Regions from separate parts of the Sus scrofa genome. Here region 2 is linked to region 1. The links are chromatin contacts, called in public Hi-C maps. All regions are on one chromosome and are shown on one strand. The core of a region is the stretch at or near the end of the contact, and the rest is flanking DNA. Distances in the headings are between cores, read along the strand shown. Region 1 holds the start of C1H14orf166 (chromosome 1 open reading frame, human C14orf166). Region 2 holds the start of NID2 (nidogen-2).

The links. A called contact is a pair of places that touch in the nucleus more often than the background predicts.
Region 2: a Hi-C map of skeletal muscle shows a contact between it and region 1, with 4 times the contacts expected there. The contact joins the promoter of NID2 here to the promoter of C1H14orf166 in region 1. A contact is called at or near these places in 6 of 47 Hi-C or Micro-C datasets (adipose tissue, embryonic fibroblasts, heart right ventricle and 2 more) and 1 of 2 datasets of contacts at active chromatin or transcription factors (skeletal muscle).

What each region holds. Positions count from the first base shown.
Region 1 is chr1:181,679,848-181,682,659 of Sscrofa11.1, reverse strand. It overlaps C1H14orf166 (chromosome 1 open reading frame, human C14orf166), which reads right to left and starts at 1,292. Exons shown (of 8, transcript NM_001243494.1): 1 at 1,138-1,292. The coding sequence starts at 1,198.
Region 2 is chr1:181,771,823-181,774,613 of Sscrofa11.1, reverse strand. NID2 (nidogen-2) reads left to right here and starts at 1,530. Exons shown (of 20, transcript XM_021101930.1): 1 at 1,530-2,182. The coding sequence starts at 1,961.

The DNA of each region.
Region 1 (2,812 bases), core at 43-2,542:
CAGATGCAGCAGTAAAAAGAAGGGGGGGGGGATGTCAAATTAAATGATAAATACAAAGGCGATACAGTCAACTACTACTGTTTACTATTACAGCATATTAAAACCATTCATGAAAAAGTTCATAGGTGTTCATGTACCTCACATTCTCTTGCGGTAGGAATATCCTTATCGCACAAGTGTGAAAATTGAGGCTCAAAGATTTGAAATCCAGCTCTAAGCTCTACTGCCTTGAACCTTTTTTGTTAAATAAAAGGCAAAGTAGAAAAACAAGAGTCTATAAATTGACATGCTTCTACAGGAGATCAACAAAACACTGTTAGACTGCTTGGAAATTATTTTCAATTTCAAAATTCAAGCTGGAATTCAAATTATGAAGTCTTGAGAATTTCACCATCTTCTGAACATGCCAGGTTGTACTTGAACACTTTCAAACTTACTAGTCTACTACAGGCTAAGAATTCTGGAAAAAAAACAAGTAGTGGTGGGTAGTAGCTGTGTAACAGTGGGGTAGCAATCTTAATACTTTTTTTTCTTCTACAATTTTAACACTGTGAAATCCCAAATACCTTCGTATTTACAATTCAACCGCCCCATTCAGCTGCTGCTAACTTTTTTTGCACGACCCACACACTGTAATTAGCCCGTTATTATACGCGTGTATCCCAACACTGCCAGCCCAGGACCTCATTAACATTTGAGCTCAAACTGCTCGGTGGGTTCTCACTGCCCACCCCGACCCCTTAGTTCCTGGCAGGCAGTGAACTAACTGGTGTTCAAGTTACGCCGCATCTTCCTCGGATTCCAGCACTGCGCTGGCCCCCAGCAGGTGCTCACGGCGTCACCCTGTGACCCGGCAACCAGCGCATTGAGGGCTAAGAGAAAAAAAGACTTTCCCTCTAGAGAGCTGAGGGTGCGGGCAGGAGGTGAGAGTGGTGTCCGGAGTTTAGCAAGGACACAAAGAACGGGTGACGGGGCTCTGAAGCCAAGGAAGCTTCAGGTGCCCGGCGGGTGGGAGAAGATAAGTCCCGGGGAGACAAGGCCGCGAACGGCCCGGGTAGCGTGCCCGGATGCCGGCGCCGAGGGAGCGGTGGCCCGCGGGGTCACTGACACGCGGCCGGCCCAAGGCCGCCGCCTCACCTTTGCAGTTGAAGCCAGCAGGATTGTGGTAGTCGAGGGCCGTCAGCTTGCGTCGGAACATGGTCCCAGTCTGCTCGCTCCGGTCCCCGGTCTTCAGCCGGGAGGGGAGAACCGAGGAAGAGCGAGCGGCGCAGGCACCGACGACGCGGCGAGAGGGCGTCGGGAGCCGGGACGCTCCGAAATGACGGCGGCCTTAGCCAATCCTGGCTTTAGGATCGGCAGCCGCCGGCCAATGCCCACCAATCGTAGCTCCGGTTGGGGAGGCGGGGCCACGTTGAGGCACGTCGACGCTCAAATAAACTTTATTGTCAGCTTACTAGTTGTGCATTAGGCAGAATGCAACTTAGTGGCCGGTTACCTGTTGTTTTCCTCGCGGTGTTGATACACCCCGCAGAGCACGGTATACTTAGATTCTGCTATCGCCATGCCTCTTATTGAATCGTATAATCTGTTTAGTATTTTCAGCGTATTCACCCATTCATTGAATTATTACATGCCTCCTTCTAACGCTGCTAATAAAAAAGACTTTTTAGCAAGGTCCCTTTCTCACTAAGTAGGGAGTGATCGACAGGTAAACAAACAAATATAATACTGTATAATAGTTCCAGACATCACTAGCAGCTATGGAATCTTGAAGCCAAAAACCTGGACTTATCCTTCACTCCCTATCAACCTCAATTACAACATCCAATACTTCATTAATTCATGCTGTTCTGTCTCTCATGTCTTTCTCAAATCCCTCTCCTCCTCCCAACCTCACTGATGCTACCTCAAATCAGGCCTTCATCATTTTTGCTTATTCTATCTTATTTCTTAGGGCCAGTCTTGCTTTTTCCAATCCTCCCAACTCCACTCCCACCATCACAGTCAGCAATGATAGTGATTTTCTGAAACAAAAACCTGTTCATTACCGTTTAATGCTTAGTATCCTTTTGTGGGTTCCTGCTGCCTTTGAAATAATCAAAACTTCAATTTATATATTAATATGCTTCTTCATTCCCCCAATCTGCATTCATACACTGGAGAGACAGCAGTGAGCAAGACCTACCAGGCCCGTACTCTCCTGAAGTTTAAAAGGTTGTTGAGGGAAGACAAAACAAACAAGTCTGAACTATGGCTTGAAGATGGTGAGGAGTTTGCCATACCATCAAAAGGGTAGCTTGCATTGAGGGAAGAAGACATACAAAGTAAAGGAGTGAACAGCAGCTGGGCCAGAGTGGCTAGAGCTTATGGAAGTTGGAGGGTAGAAGAGAATGACAGTGGATGAGACTTAGCCAAAGACCAGGGCCTGATCAAAAACGACCTTTCATGCCATGCTAAGGGGAGCTATTGATGTTCTTGGAGGCAAGCCAACTTTATATGCTTCATTTTATTTCAACAGATTATAATTAAACACTGTGCTGGTACTTGTGGGCCATACAAATGAGTGAGATATTTTCAGGATATTCAAGTATAAAAGCAAAATTAGACATGTAAATAAATACTTATAATCTAGAGTTAGAAAGTGATAAATAACGAGAAGTACAAAGTGTGCTTTCAGGTCAGAATACAGCTTTAAGGAGGCACTGTGAGACAGTCTGTATTTTCCAAATAAGATGCCTACTGATTGAATCAAAAAATCAGCTCCAGTGAGTTCCTTTTGTGGCTCAGAAGTAACAAACCCGACTAGTATCCA
Region 2 (2,791 bases), core at 281-2,780, 92 kb before region 1:
AAGCTCACATACATGATTGTTGGCAGAATTCAGTGCCTTGCTGGATATTGGCCAAAGGCTGCCCTCAGCTCCTTGCCACTTGGACCTTCCCAATATAATGGCTTTCTTCATCAAACCCAGTGAGAGAGTCTGCTAGCAAGACGATTTAGCCTAATCATTGAAATATTTCTCACTGTTATTGCCACATTCTATGGTTTGGAAGTCACTAGGCCAGCCTACACTCCAGGGTGGGGGATTACAAGGGAATGAACAAGAGGAAATGGATGATCCCACAGGAGGGGATCTAAGGGTCTGCCTGACCCACTAACCTATGGCTCATTACCACTACATACATGTTAGCAATTATTATTCTCAGTTGAGAGGTTTACAAAAGCTACAGAAAGTGGGTGAATGATTTCATAGCAAGGAGTAACTCTAGGTGATCTTGGGCAAATCAAGCCACTTAATGATTTTGAGCTTCCATTTCCTCCTCATTACAATGAAAATATCTCTAAATGAGAACATATATGCAAAAACAAATACATTTTTGGAACACCAAATGTGCAGGTCTCCACAGTCCGAGGAAGCAAACTGCTTTGGGCCAGTTTTCCTTTTTTTGTTGATTTCATGAATCTCACAGTCTGATCTTTACAAGATTTTAGAGGTTGGCCCTGTGGGCTGGTAAGGGTTTATATAACTAGAATAAACACCCACAAAAAAAATCTGTCTTTTGAGAGTCCCTTAAGGCATTTCCAAGGGTTTGCCTTTCCCTTCTTTTAAATACCTTTGCTTCCTAGGACCCTATGTGGGGCCTGAGTGAGAAAACAGACTATCTGGGAAATTTCAATCTCTTGATAATAAAATTGGTAATAAAATCTAGTCCGGCTTCTGGCTCTTGGCAGTGAGGATGTTTATGGTGCATGGGGTTCCCCCACACCGTGGCATCTGGTTTGGAGGTTGTGTGGTTTCCAGTCCCGCAGAGAGCTCGGATTACCACCTCTGCGGCTGCGGTCACGGGCCGCTCAGATGTCCACAGACAGTGGGGCTAGAGACCCAGAGTCCCTCCACCGTGGCGCCGTGGCCCATTTCTGCTTGGTGTCCAAACCGGATGCCTCATTCCACGCCCCAAACAGCCCATCACATAGTCGTGTTTCATTGCTTCTCCGGGCGCGGTTTTCCCCGGGGAAGGTAAATAACTCTCTTGACTGGGACTGGCAGGCATTTTGGCCCAGTGGCCCAGTCCTCCTTGGAGGCGGCCTTCGGGAGGGGTATAGAATTTCGGAGTCAGCTACGCTCCCCCCACCCACCCCACTCCCCGACTCCCCACTCCCGGCTCCATACAAACGTGCTTCTCCGCATCGCGTCTCTGAGTGGAGCGGGCGAGGAAGCTGAGGCTGCGACATTGACTTTTGCTTCTCGGCCAGGGACCCCAGGGCAGGGCTCAAACCGTAAACCTCGCCAGCTTCGCCCTGTTCGCCTGCGCGGGACACATCGTGCCAGCTAGCAGCTGTACACACTGCCGCGGGGTGCCCCTTCACACTGAGGTCATCTGCAGCGCTGCTGCCTTCGGACAGTGCGGGCCACTTGGTCCGGGGGAGGGTCTCGGCGGGACCCCTGGCCGGCTTCCACTGGTGGGGTGAAGGTGACCCCTTGAGCTTTTGGGGAGCGGAAGCGGAGGAGAAGGCGTAGTTCCAAGCACGGGCCAGGGGCTTTCACCTCTGCAGTCCAGCCACTCGGTTGACCGCTGCCTTAGAAAACTTTTAACGAGAACCAGATGTGGCGGCTGCTGTCGAACTTTCTCAGAGCCGGCAATTGGTCCCAGGCTCAGGGACGAGGCCAATCAGGCTAGGGCGGGCTTAAAGTCCCGCCTCGCCCTGGCGCCCGCGGTGATCCAGGTTGGAGGCCGGCGCGGCTCGGCTAGTGGGCTGGCAGGCCAGGCTGGGAAGTGCTGTGCCGCCGGGCAGCCCAGGGCCGAACGAGCATGCGGGGGTACCGGGGGGCCAGGCGGCCAGCTCTGCGGGCGCCGCCGCTGCTGCTGCTACTGCTGCTGTCCCGAGCCGTGGCGCTGCAGCCGGACGAGCTATTCCCTTACGGGCAGTCGCTGGGGGACCAACTCCTGCAGGAAGGCGACGACGAAAGCTCAGCCGCGGTGAAGCTGGCTCTTCCCCTGCGCTTCTACGATGCCCAATTTAGCGACCTCTATGTAAGTTGAGCTTCATCCTGGTAAGGGACGCGGCATATTTCTTGCAGCTTCTGCTCAGGGGTCAGTGTAGCGTGGATCTCACCGAACCCCTGCCTTCTGAAGGGAGGAAATAGTCCGCAAGGCCGTCGGTCTTGGAGCGTCCTTAGGGTGGGACCTGGCTTTGCATCGATGCTTTTCAGGATCCGCTGTTTCTTGCTTCAAGAGAGGAAGAATTGTTCGCAGCGGCATTAGCGTCCCAGGTGGAGCTGCTAAAGAGGCCAGTAGGGTTTCCAATTAGGGCAGCGAGAAAGCTGTGAACATCTGCCGAGCTGGGTGTTCCCTCCTCGGACCTGGAGCTTTTTTTCCAGGGTTGTGCGGGAAGAGAGAAGATAGGTGATCCGGTTTTAGGGCTCCTGGACCTATTGCCATGCGCTTATGGGGTAGGGGTGGTGGGTGGGACGATGGCTGAAGTTGCGCTGGTCGCTCTGAACCAGGAGAAGAGTTTCCAGCCGATGGGGAAGAGGGCGCTTCATGCCCGGGGCGGTTCCCTTCCCTCCTTGCGGAGGCCGGGTGTACCGACCTGTGGTGGCCGCCCTTGGGCTTCCTACAACATACGCGACCGTCACCTTT